2 separate regions of the Mus musculus genome follow, and region 2 is linked to region 1. The links are chromatin contacts, called in public promoter capture Hi-C maps. All regions are on one chromosome and are shown on one strand. Each heading gives the region's core, a stretch centred on a gene start, on an enhancer-like site or on the middle of the called end of the contact. The rest is flanking DNA. Distances are from core to core; before and after follow the strand shown.

The links. Promoter capture Hi-C pulls out the DNA fragments that hold promoters and counts their contacts.
Region 2: a promoter capture Hi-C map of embryonic stem cells shows a contact between it and region 1, with 2.9 times the contacts expected there. The contact joins the promoter of Tmem235 here to the enhancer-like site in region 1. A contact is called at or near these places in 17 of 39 promoter capture datasets (the 3T3-L1 cell line, 3T3-L1-derived adipocytes, the C10 cell line and 12 more), 5 of 484 Hi-C or Micro-C datasets (the HPC-7 cell line, embryonic stem cells and fetal liver), 1 of 115 datasets of contacts at active chromatin or transcription factors (fetal liver) and 2 of 9 other capture datasets (adipose tissue and liver).

What each region holds. Positions count from the first base shown.
Region 1 is chr11:117,701,191-117,706,703 of GRCm38.p6, reverse strand. Tnrc6c (trinucleotide repeat containing 6C) reads right to left here. Exons shown (of 22, transcript NM_198022.2): 3 at 4,304-4,325. Among named protein-coding and RNA genes, the nearest start is that of Tnrc6c, 50 kb to the right of the region's middle. Within about 2 kb of position 2,698, at least 8 of the 459 cell types and tissues checked have an H3K27ac peak or open chromatin away from gene starts, as enhancers often do. A contact at or near this core is called in embryonic stem cells and stem cell-derived epiblast-like cells, where this site is marked.
Region 2 is chr11:117,857,875-117,863,861 of GRCm38.p6, reverse strand. It overlaps Tmem235 (transmembrane protein 235), which reads right to left and starts at 3,110. Exons shown (of 4, transcript NM_001085535.1): 1 at 2,936-3,110; 2 at 1,554-1,634; 3 at 850-987. The coding sequence starts at 3,110.

The sequences.
Region 1 (5,513 bases), core at 1,449-3,948:
AGAAAAAAAAAATCAAATGCCCAGGAGTGGGTGAATGGATGGGCAAGCTGATGGTATACATGCACAATCGAACGGTACCCAGCAAGAAAAAGGGAGGGACCAGTGGCACACAAGTGGATGAATCCCCACATATTCTGCTGAGCAAGACAATGGCATATGAGTCCATTCATTATACATTATGTAATAGAGTCAATTTTAGGCAAAAGTGGGCCAGTGTTTGCTCAGGGCAGATAGCCAAGGAGGAGATAACAGAAATGGGGGTAAAGAGGAACAAAGAAAATCTTGGGGATTGCTTGGTGTCATTGGTTTCACAAGAGCACACATTCCAACATATGGCAAACTGTTCTTTTTTTAATATGTGCAATTTATTGCATTTCACTTATAACACACACACACACACACACACACACAGAGCCAAAGTTTGAGTGTAGTACTGGGTGAAGTGCTCATACTGAAAGAATATGGTTTCACATGGTTTGCACTGACTTTAACAATGGTTTTCTGAGAACTAGCAATTACAAAGTGAGCAGTCAGTCCCACATTCAGTCCAGAGACCCTAACTTAGTAATCTCCCGAGACGAGCCACAAGCAAACATCAAAGCACTTGCTTTCATAGGTGATCTGACTAAATTTGAGCTTTTTATAGGAAAACTTTTTATTTCATGAATATAAAATCAATCATTTATGAGGAGTACCATATGGTTAATTCTGCCCTCTACTTCCCAAATCAATCCTTGAAAAGCCTCAGAAAACATGATACAAAATTGAGGCTCACAAAGTTCACAGATTAAAAAAAAAACCAAGAAACTATTGAGCCAGGTGTGATGGCGCACGCCTTTAATCTCAGCACTCGGGAGGCAGAGGCAAGTGGATTTCTGAATTCGAGGCCAGCCTGGTCTACAGAGTGAGTTCCAGGACAGCCGGGGCTACACAGAGAAACCCTGTCTCAAAAAACCAAAAAAGAAAGAAAGGGAAAAAAAAACTATTATTACCAATCATACCCAAATTAAGGGCAGGGCCCTAAATAGAGAGACTGCTGCTGTCTGGACCTCAGTCACTAATTCAGCATCGGTGACACACAGGGCAGCACAGTGCACAGCACAGTGCACAGCAGCATGCAGCCGACCCACCCATCACTCCTGCCATGACACACTGAGGCTCTCACTGGGGCAGGAAGCCTGCGTGCTCATTTGCCCTTCTTTAGTAACTAATGCAGGTACAGGAGAATGTACCAGGCTGATTCTATCTATGAACAGGCTGGCAGGAAGGTGTTTAAATGGCTTAGTGCTCAGGTTTGAGGGGAGTATAAACTGTGGAAAGCAGTGTATTGACATTAATAATATAATGAGATATACAGGGTGGTTAATAAACAGTGAATGGGAAATAAGACATTTCTCTTGGGAGTGTGTGTGTGAGAGAGAGAGAGAGAGAGAGAGAGAGAGAGAGAGAGAGAGAGAACTCATGACCCTTCAGTTTTTGTCTCCCAAGTATTTTCAATAAAAGTTTTGCTTTGTTTTGCTTTTGTAACAGTAAGGCATTAATGTAGAGTTTCCTCTACCAACAGAGACAGTGAAGGCCCAGAGGGAGAGAAATTCTGGTAAAAGACCTACCATTTGCAAATAGCTCCAGAGCAGAACAACAGTGTATCTCCTGTCTACAACGAAAACAGTGTTCCTTACGGTACAACCTAAGGGCAGGATGCCAGAAAAAGGATGCTCCACAACTCATCTTCTCGTTCTGATCTTTAAGACAAGAATGAGACTTCCACAAAGCAATCACAGAACAGGACTTGAAAAACTAGCCTGGTTCTAGAGAGATGGTTTGGTGGTTAAAGAGCACTGGCTGCTTTAACAGAGACCAGGGTTTGATTCCTGGCACCCACATGGCACCGCACAACGACCTACAGTTCTTGTCCCAGGGGACTGGACATTCCCTTTTCCAGCTTCTGTAGATATACATACAGTCACAATGCCCAAACACATAAAATAAAAATAAACATTTTTAAAAGATTTTATTTGTATTATGTAAACAAGCACATTGTCACTGTCTTCAGACACCAGAAGAGGGCATCAGATCCCATTACAGATGGTTGTGAGCCACCATGTGGTTGCTGGGAATTGATGCTCCTAACCCCTGAGCCATTTCTCCAGCCCCCTGCACCCCGCCTCTGCAAAATGATTTTTTTTTTAAAAGAAAAGATAGTCAGAGACAATCTCTATTTTAATTATGATTTTGAAAGAATTTCTAAAACAGAATTTCTAAAACAAACAAACAAACTACCACTTTCAAATTTATAAGGGAGAGAGAAGTGTGGTCTCTACTAGACTGGCAGATGGAGAGGGACTGCTAAGCCCCCTGCTGCTGTCTTTCTCAGAAAGCATCCTGATACCACTGCTCTGAAGCTCACTGGCTTCGGACATAGGAGAAGGGGGGCCAGGGCCCACTGTATGATGTCCCACAAATCCTCCATGTTTGGTAGCAAACTCTGTAGCTTTAGATTCCTTCCTGTCCCCAGTGACAGCAGCAACAAGGGGACTCATTAATGCTAGGGCCTAGAACAAGTCTGAAGGCAGGAGCTGAGTGAGGGTTCTGGGGAGAGTGTAGGGACAGGCAGTTGTAGCCCCTGAACTATGTACTGCCAGGCAGGCCATGCCAGGAGGCAAAGAGGACAGGGAGGGGCAAATGCAAGCCTGTCTTATGCTGCTGTTTAACATCTCATTACCACATCAATGTCCTGTCTAACACCAGCACCAGGCATGAGAGCCACTTCACAGCAGCTGATTCTGGTGGGACTGAGTAATGATAGGCTGTGAGAAAATCAAAACCTGACACTACTAATATTTCTTAGAAAACAAACTAGGCTGGAGAGATGGGCTTGGTGGTTAAGAGGACTTGATGCTCTTTCAGAGGACCTGGGTCAGTTCCTAGCACTCCCACATCAGCTCAAAACCACTTTCCAATTCCAACGGATCCAGCACCCTCTTTTGGCCTCAATGAATTCCAGGCATACATTTTGTGGTGCACATACAAACATGCTGGCAACATACTCATACATTTAACACAGAAATAATTAACTAAAAAAGAAAATTATGTAGAAGACTTTAGATCCTTTATAATTCTAGAAGTATACAACAACTGTGTCTAGGACAAATCCAAAGGCCGATTACAGTTACCAACAAACTGTTCCCCAAAACCCATCAACGGAGAGGAGATACAAGAACCCAGCAGAGTCAGTCATCCACAGTGCAAACACCAGCACACTTACAGAAACCAGGGTTCCACAAGAGGAGGCAGGACAGTGTACTTCAGTCACCACACAGCTGTGAGCAGTCACAGCCTGAGAAGTCAAGAGTCACCAATGACAATGAAGCAGATTATGAAAATGGGACACACACACACAAAGAGGGGGGGCATATAAGCAATGCAGGAAGAGTTCCATATTTGTAAAAAAACACTGTTTTATTTGAAATCATAAATTCAAATACAGCCATGGCCAGTCCTTCTGGAGCCTTCTGAAAAGATTCTAACAGAGCAGAGGAGATGACCTGGTACCCTGCTGCTTCAATACCCATTTAACAGTAAACTCATCTGTTGAAGTGACTCTGGTAACAAGGACCAAGGACTGATACACAGGGTCAAAAGCCGTAGTTCCACCAATTCTGCATTTACTAAAAATAAAACCAAGAACTTATTCCAAGTCCTGCTCAATTTCAAATTCTACACATAATTTTGACTTTAAAACTACACAAACGATGCTGGGCTGGAAAGATGGCTCAGAGGCTAAGAGCACTGACTGCTCTTCCAGAGGTCCTGAGTTCAAATCCCAGCAACTACATGGTGGCTCATAACCATCTGTAATGGGATCCTATGCCATTTTCTGGTGTGTCTCAAGATAGCTACAGTGTACTTATATAAATAAAATGAATTTTTAAAACAATCTTAAAAAACAAAGCAAAACTACAAGATACCAAGTAGACACAGAGTATTAATACAGACTGCAGCTGGCAGAACCTTTGCAAAAGTCCTTACAATGCAAGTATCTACATGTGCAATTGTGTCCAAGGGAAGACAAAAAGAAGTATTTAATAGCACACACATGGTGGCTCACAGCTATCTCAATTCCAGGTCTAGGAGATCCAAGGCTCTATTCTGGCCTTTGTACACACTTGGTACACAGACAAACATGTAGGCAAAACACCTATAAACATAAATTTTACAAAAGTCACACCATTGCAAAGTTTGATACTACTATAAAAAGTATGCCCCTCACAAAGTATAAAAATAAACAAACAAACATACTTACCTTTGGTTTTTTGATCAGCAGCCTGAAAAAAAAAATCAGAACTTCTTTAGAAACAATTGTAGCAATGTCCACACTGATGAAGGTTTATAAGCAAACTTCTAAGTATTTTAGGGTTTTTTTTTTTTTTTTTTCCTTAGTTTCTTTGAGACATGGAACCTTGACTGTCCTGGAATTCACTGTGCAGAGCAGGCTGGCCTCAAACCTATAAAGATCTGCCTGCCTCTGTTTTTCTTTATTTTACTTTAATTTTGGAGGGGGGGGGGAGAATATACATTTTTAAAGCAAGCTCCTCCTTTTGTTTCTAAAGATTTAGATTTAGATTTCTAAAGATTTACTGTAGCTGTCTTCAGACACACCAGAAGAGGGCGTCAGATCCCATTACAGATGGTTGTGAGCCACCATGTGGTTGCTGGGATTTGAACTCAGGACCTTTGGACAAGCAGTTAGTACTCTTAACTGCTGAGCCATCTCTCCAGTTCCCTAAAGCAAGCCTTTTATTTAGCTAATTTACTACTGAAAAATAAAAATCCTGCTCTGACCACATGACAGTGCTAAGTTAGTTACCAGCAAACATTTTTATGGACACTACCTGCACTCTCTATGTGCCAGTCTAGAAGGGATCTTTCCAACGCCATGGCTTAGTACAGGGATGAAAGCAAGGATGGGTGGTTTAATTTGGTTATTTTACACAATGAAAATGGAAATATGGGGTTGTGGAGATAGCTCAGTGTGGGTAAGAACACTGACTGTTCTTCCGAAGGTCTTGAGTTCAAATCCCAACAACTACATGGTGGCTCACAACCACCCATAATAAGATCTGATGCCCTCTTCTGATGTGTCTGAAGACAGCTACAGTGTACTTAAGATATAATAATATATAAATCTTTAAAATAAAAGAAAATGGAAATAGGAGTATAAAGTTTAAAGAACTCTAAAAAGAGATTTTTTTAATGTTTTTAACTGTTGAGTCATCTCTTCAGACTGGTTTATAGAACTTATTTATTTATAAGGATTTATAAATATAAAGAATATTTACAAGCCAGGCATGGTGGCACACGCCTTTAATCCCAGAACTTGGGAGGCAGAGGCAGGTGGATTTCTGAGTTCGAGGCCAGTCTGGTCTACAGAGTGAGTTCCAGGACAGCCAGGGCTACACAGAGAAACCCTGTCTCAAAAAACTTTAAAAAAAAAAAAAGAATATTTACTAAGA
Region 2 (5,987 bases), core at 1,861-4,360, 160 kb before region 1:
CAGTGTTGGGCTGAGAGGGGGGTGGATTTCTAACTGCCTGCAGCTAAAGCCACCTGCTGAATCTGGGAAAGGGTGTAACACAGAATCTAATGCATTGTGGGGTGTGGTCAACACCTGCAGTGCCCAGCTCCCGGAATCTCTGCCTCTCACAGCACATCTCCCTGCTGGTCCCGGCAGCCTCAGCTCTAGATCCGTCTGTCTCTCCTCCTGACATCTTGACTCAGGTCTCTCACCTCCCTTCCCTCTGAGGGCAAAGTGCCCTCTGCCCGGGAAGGCGGGGTCAGCCTCGCCCAGAAGCTACCTTCGGACCCTCTACCTGTGGTGGTGTCTTTATGCAAAGAAAAAATGCAGAGGCTCTATGAACTTTCTCAGTTATAATCCTAAGCCATTGTGGCCGTCAGTGGCTCCCTGTGGCGGCTTCCTGTGGCTTCTTAATTGGATTTTGCACTCAGAGTCTCCTGGGTCAAGGCCATGGCAGACATTTTGATTACCCCAATTTCCTTCTCTAGAGACCTGGATCTAAATGTCTGTCTCATTAGTTCTTAGCCGTGGTTCCCCATCTCAGGCTCATCCCGTGCCTAACAAAGGGCTCCTGAAGAGCCCAGTGTCCCCTGCAGGGAAGCAGGCTTGTCTGGGAAGGGGTGCAGCCCTGGGTAATCTCATCATTGTGGTCACAGCCAGGAGAGTACAACCGGCCTGAGTCGACAGGCCGGCACAAACCCAGCCCCAGTGATAAAGGCTGCTGAGGAATGACCCCTGTGTGGCCACCTGCCCACCGTTGATGACAGGGTGGGGACTAAGTGAATGAGGACCCCACTCCCAGGATGACCAACCCTCCCTCCAACTCACCCCCTAGCAAGAAGTAGCAGCCAGTGGCCAGCAGCAGAGGGACACTCTGGGATAGGGAGCTGAGCAAGCCGCAGACCCAACCACATACGATGAGGACGAGGCTCAGAGGCAAGACTACCATGACTGTGCGATGCAGGGCTGTGGGAAGAGGGGGTTTCAGGGGCAGGCAGAGGGGGGGACAGAGGGGCAGGGAAAGGGACCTGCCTCCAAGGAGGAGCCAAAGATAGCCATGCCTTCACCTGCTCTGGTCACCAGAGCAGAGATTCAAGCAGACGCCTATCTCCCTAGGGGCTACTAGACCCTCCCGGTGGCCACCCCTTTCTGGTACAGGCTTTCTGAAGCCAGGATGAGGGAGCTCGCCATTGCCCTTCCCTCTCCACCCTCCGGCCTCTCAGGGAGAGTAGGTCATCGATGGCCATCCAACTGAAAACTGGGTCAGTCTAGAAGGGGACTTGGTGGGCATAAGGAGACCCAGTCATGCTCCAAGGTGGTTCACATCCTCAAAATCAGAGGCTGGTTCCACTGAGAAGGACCCGGGGTATGGGGAGGGCAGAGCCGGCTGGGCTTCCAGGATCTGTGGTCAGAGGGCTATGACGGAGACAACCTCTGGGCCAGAGCCTCAGAAGAAGTTTGTGGGCTGAGGTGAGGTGGTTGGGTCCCAGACCTGCCTGAAGAGTCAGAGATGGCACTGCCCCAGGACTCACAGAGCAGGTGCTGTACGGAGGGAGAAACTTCCAGGCCGGCACTGGCAAATGGGTCAATCAGGGGCACGCAGCTGTTCTGCCCTGAAAACCAAGGTGCAGATGGGGGCTGGGCATCATGGGCACCATAGCCTTGGGACCCAGTTTAACTCTTGAAACTCAGGGCTATGGCTCCAAATGGGACTAGAGACTAGACCTCTTATTTAGTTAAGGGTCACAGAAGGTCATACCTACTGGGAAGTGAGTGTAAAAATTCAAACATTCAGAAATGCCCAGATTGGGTCACCAAAAGAGGAGATGCCACATCCTGGAGCATTCCTGACTCGTGTTATCAGGGCTCTCTGGTCCTTACACATGACCACACACTCATAAGCACCTACATACACTGCTGAGCACACAGGGAAGCACCCACACATGCACGTATGCTGAGCGCGCGCACACACACACACACACACACACACACACACACCTACATCTACACATATGCCGAGGACACACAGATAAGGAGGTTTGCCAGGTAAATGAACAGTTTGATCATTCGTCCCAAGCACACAGAGGAAGCAACCATCACGCATCTGCTTACACATACAAGTCTGCTCACAGCTGTGCGCAGTCACACACACACACACATACACACACTCATACACACAATCATATTTATTTTTGCCTCTCATAGTCACACAACTTATATTTCCTCACACACACAGTACCATGTGTTCATACACAGCCACTGTCATATTCTTGACACCCTTTGGCAAGGGCAGCATCAGGCTGAGGTTGGTGAGAATGGGGGCTTGAGGGGCACTGGGGAGCCTCACATAGGAGACACCAGCCCCTGGTCACTTGGCTGAAGGGCCCTAGACATCCACACCTATGCTTCCTGCCCCTCCTCGGCCCCATGGCCCCTCCTCTAGGAAGGAGTCAGGACTTCCGTGGTCCCTGGGCAACAGCCCTGTGGAAGAGCAGAAAGCGCAGGAAGCTGCGACTGAGCCCTGGTGACTGGGACCCAGCCACCGGTGCTCTTCTTCCTCTGACCTCCATGGGGGCACCTAGTCCTAGAAAGGCTAAGGAGGTGCAATCAAGTTACTCAGAAGCAAGGAGCAGGTTCATGGCCCACCCACCTGACCTGTCATCTCTCAATGGCACCCCTACTCTTCCCAGCCAGGCCTTAGAGAGAAGCTCTTCAGAATGTAAGGAAGCATGGTTTCAGCCCCCTCTGCTTCCCAGCTATGGCCACGATGGCAGCAGCCTGTCCCTGAGCGGGGACCTTCTTTCTCACACTCCTCCGCATCCCAGCAATGGAACTGATAGGGACGGGGTTAGGGGGATAGGAATAAAGGAGGTGGAAGGAGAGTGGGACCAAGGAGTCTCTGTGTGTAGCTCACCTTCACAGGTGCGCCAGAGCCCGGAATGCGAGAAGAGCTGCACGCCACCGAGGCCGCCAGCGTCCGCCACCTCCAGGATGTACCAGTAGTCGCTGGCGACAGCCGCTGCCAGCAGCGCGAAGCTGAGTAAGGCGCCCAGGGCTGCGCTCAGGAGCAAGGTGGCTAGCAGGGCCATGTGAGTTAGAGCCAGACAGCAGCGCACGGGACGCAGGGCCGAGTGGGAAGAGGAGCTAGGGACTGGCTGCACAGAGTGGCAGGGAGGTGAAGACAAGAACTGTCGGCTGGGGACAGTCGGGGTTCGGGACAGAAATGAAGCAGGCTAGTGAAGGTTTAGGCGGTGGGAGGGGAGGGAGCATCAGCAGGAGAGGGCATGGGAGGGGTGTTGCAGAGCAGGCTGGCTGGAAGCAGAGGTAGATAGAAGGCAGGGGCGGGGGAGAGACAACGTCATAGGTGCTTCTGCGACCACTGCATTTCTGCCACCGCAGGAGTGGTCAAGTTTTCTAGGAAATGGATCACTTTTCTGTGCTGGCCAGGCAGTAAGGGAAGAGAGGGGGGAATCTCAGGTCGTAGCAGAGCTGGAGACAATAAATTTGGGCTCAAATTCCAATGATGTCACAAACTAGGCACAGTGCTGTGTGATGTTTGGGAAGAGGATCGGAGGTGAGTCTAAGATGGCCCCACCCCCAAGATGTGCAGGAGCAGTCAGCAGCTGGACCACTGCAGCAATAGCTCCTAGAACGGAGGTTTGTGGAGAGGGAAGGGTGGTAGACAGACCCAGCTGGGCACATTTAGGGAAGACTTGGGTTGTGACACATCTCAGTGTGGGGTCCTGGTTTCCATTAGTCCCGAGGACCAGTGGAATAAGCTTCCTGCAGCAGGGAGAAAAAAGCATTGCTTTTTTTCTAACTCACTTTCAGAGCACACATACAGACCCCTGCCCCCCAAGGACAGGAGTCAGATGCTAATGGCAGGAGAGGCAAGGGAGCAGGGAAGAGGCCTCTCCCAGGAAGAATCAGGCAATGGGAAGCAAGGTGAGCTGGGTTACATTTTGGAGAATGGGGGGACCTCTAAATCACCGCCCCTGGGGAGGACAGAGCCCAAAGAGGAGGGCCAGAGGTGGTCTTTCTAGGACACCAGAGCTTTGACACTCAGGTCAACCACCCCCTTTCTTGGATTATTTGGGTCTCTCCATAATATATGTTTTCTCTCTGCTAAGCTCTTGGCTTGAGGAATATGGTTCAGAGATAAAAGCAATTTTAGCAAAGTTATTAAAACGATATTTCAAGTGGAATTCAGCCATTGAAACAAGAATTGATGCAAGCACAGAATTCTTCCAGCACGCTGCAAGCTGCTCCCTTCACATGCACACCAAGCTCTCCCCAGCCACATCTGCTCTGTGACAACCTCTCCGCTGGCATTGTCCCACAGACACCCCTGCTCTGGAAGCAGGTGGTAGCCCTATGATCTGGTGCTTAGAGAGGCAGCCCTCCCAAGGCAGGAGGAGAGGGAGAAGGGAGGCTCTTATCCCAAACCGATTACGGCTGAGGAGTAATCATGAATCACGTAGACTTGAGGTCACCTAGCAGCCACCCCAGTCAACATGACAACAATCAGTCTTGCTTTCAGTCAAAGGCTTCTTGCATAGAAATCTGAATTGACAGGCTGGTCTGGCCCCATCCCTCTCTCACTGAGTCACTGAGCCCCCCCCCCCCCAATCCCTGTCCTTGAGCAGGTTTGTAAAGGTTCCTGTTCTTGGTGCAGCTCAAGCGGGTCTAGTGCGGCAGCTGTCAAGGTAGGTGACAGCCATGCCCGAGGCCACTGCTACCCCAGAGTTAGGGGCAGGTGTGGGGGTGGAGGTGTGTGATGTTTGGGAAGAGGATGGGAGGTGAAAGCAAGATGCGGCTGCCTTCACAGCACTGATTCCCTGAAGCTGAAGGGCTGGACGATGGCCTGCTGAGCAGTCCATTCCCACTTCATTTTCAACCCTGGGTTCTGTGCAGCAGAGCCACTGATGACATTGTCCTCTAGGAGGCAGGTGCTGGTCCCTGAGGGGCTGCCCTAATGAATTCAGCCAGTGACATGGTGCCGTCTGAAGAGGAGCTACTCTAGAACTACATGTTGTCTCAGTGTGTAAGCTGTACTAGGCTGTGTGCTGGCCTCTGCCTCCTGCAGGGACTCTTCAAAGACAGCATAACCCATCAGTACAGACGCCAAAGACAGGGGTGGGCTCCTGGAGGAAGATGGTCCAATCCTGAGTGACAGAGATAGGTCTGCACCCAAGCCTCTGTCTTTAACTAGGTCACATTTGCTGGAAAGATTCTGTCTCTAGTGCCAGCCATGTGTCCTGCCCCAGGCTAACTCTGGCTATGGCCTCCAGCCCGAGACTGGGGAAGCAGCTGCAACTGTGAGCTAAATTACCCTTCAGCCAATGGCCATCAACTATCTGCCAGCTAACTTTACCGAGCATGGTGAGCATCCTCCCACAGAAGATGGACCTCACACAAATTACTGCCCAACAGGCCCATTCATCCACCCAGCATGCAGGATGAAAAAAAAAAAAAATCTAAAAGGTTCTCCAGAGTTGGAGAGCATAGGCTAGAAACACAGCTTTTCATCTTGCTTGGATGAAACAAGGCTGCAGCCAAGGCTCTGTTTATACACACTGAGGAAGCACTGGATAGCTACTAGATGTGACCATGGCAGTAACTGGACTGACAGATAGTATCAAACCAAGTGGAACCCACAAATCTGTGAGTCCACTGGCAGAGCTGGCCACCCCTGCCACCAGCTAGGGCTTTGCAGTGGGAAGGTGTTCTCATCGCTGTGGGAAGCCACATGTGCCGTTGCAGAGTGGCGCTGGCTACTGCTGGCCACCACGCATAAGTTTGGACAAACAACCAATGTGTACATATGCAGTAAAGCTTTTTGCCAAGTCACTGCCTGGCCCGGGCATGTTAATGAAGTACTGAGAATATAACAAATCAGATGTGAGACATGCAAATGAGGTATGTTAATGAGGTTCTGTGAGGTACTGAGAGTAGCCAATCAGATG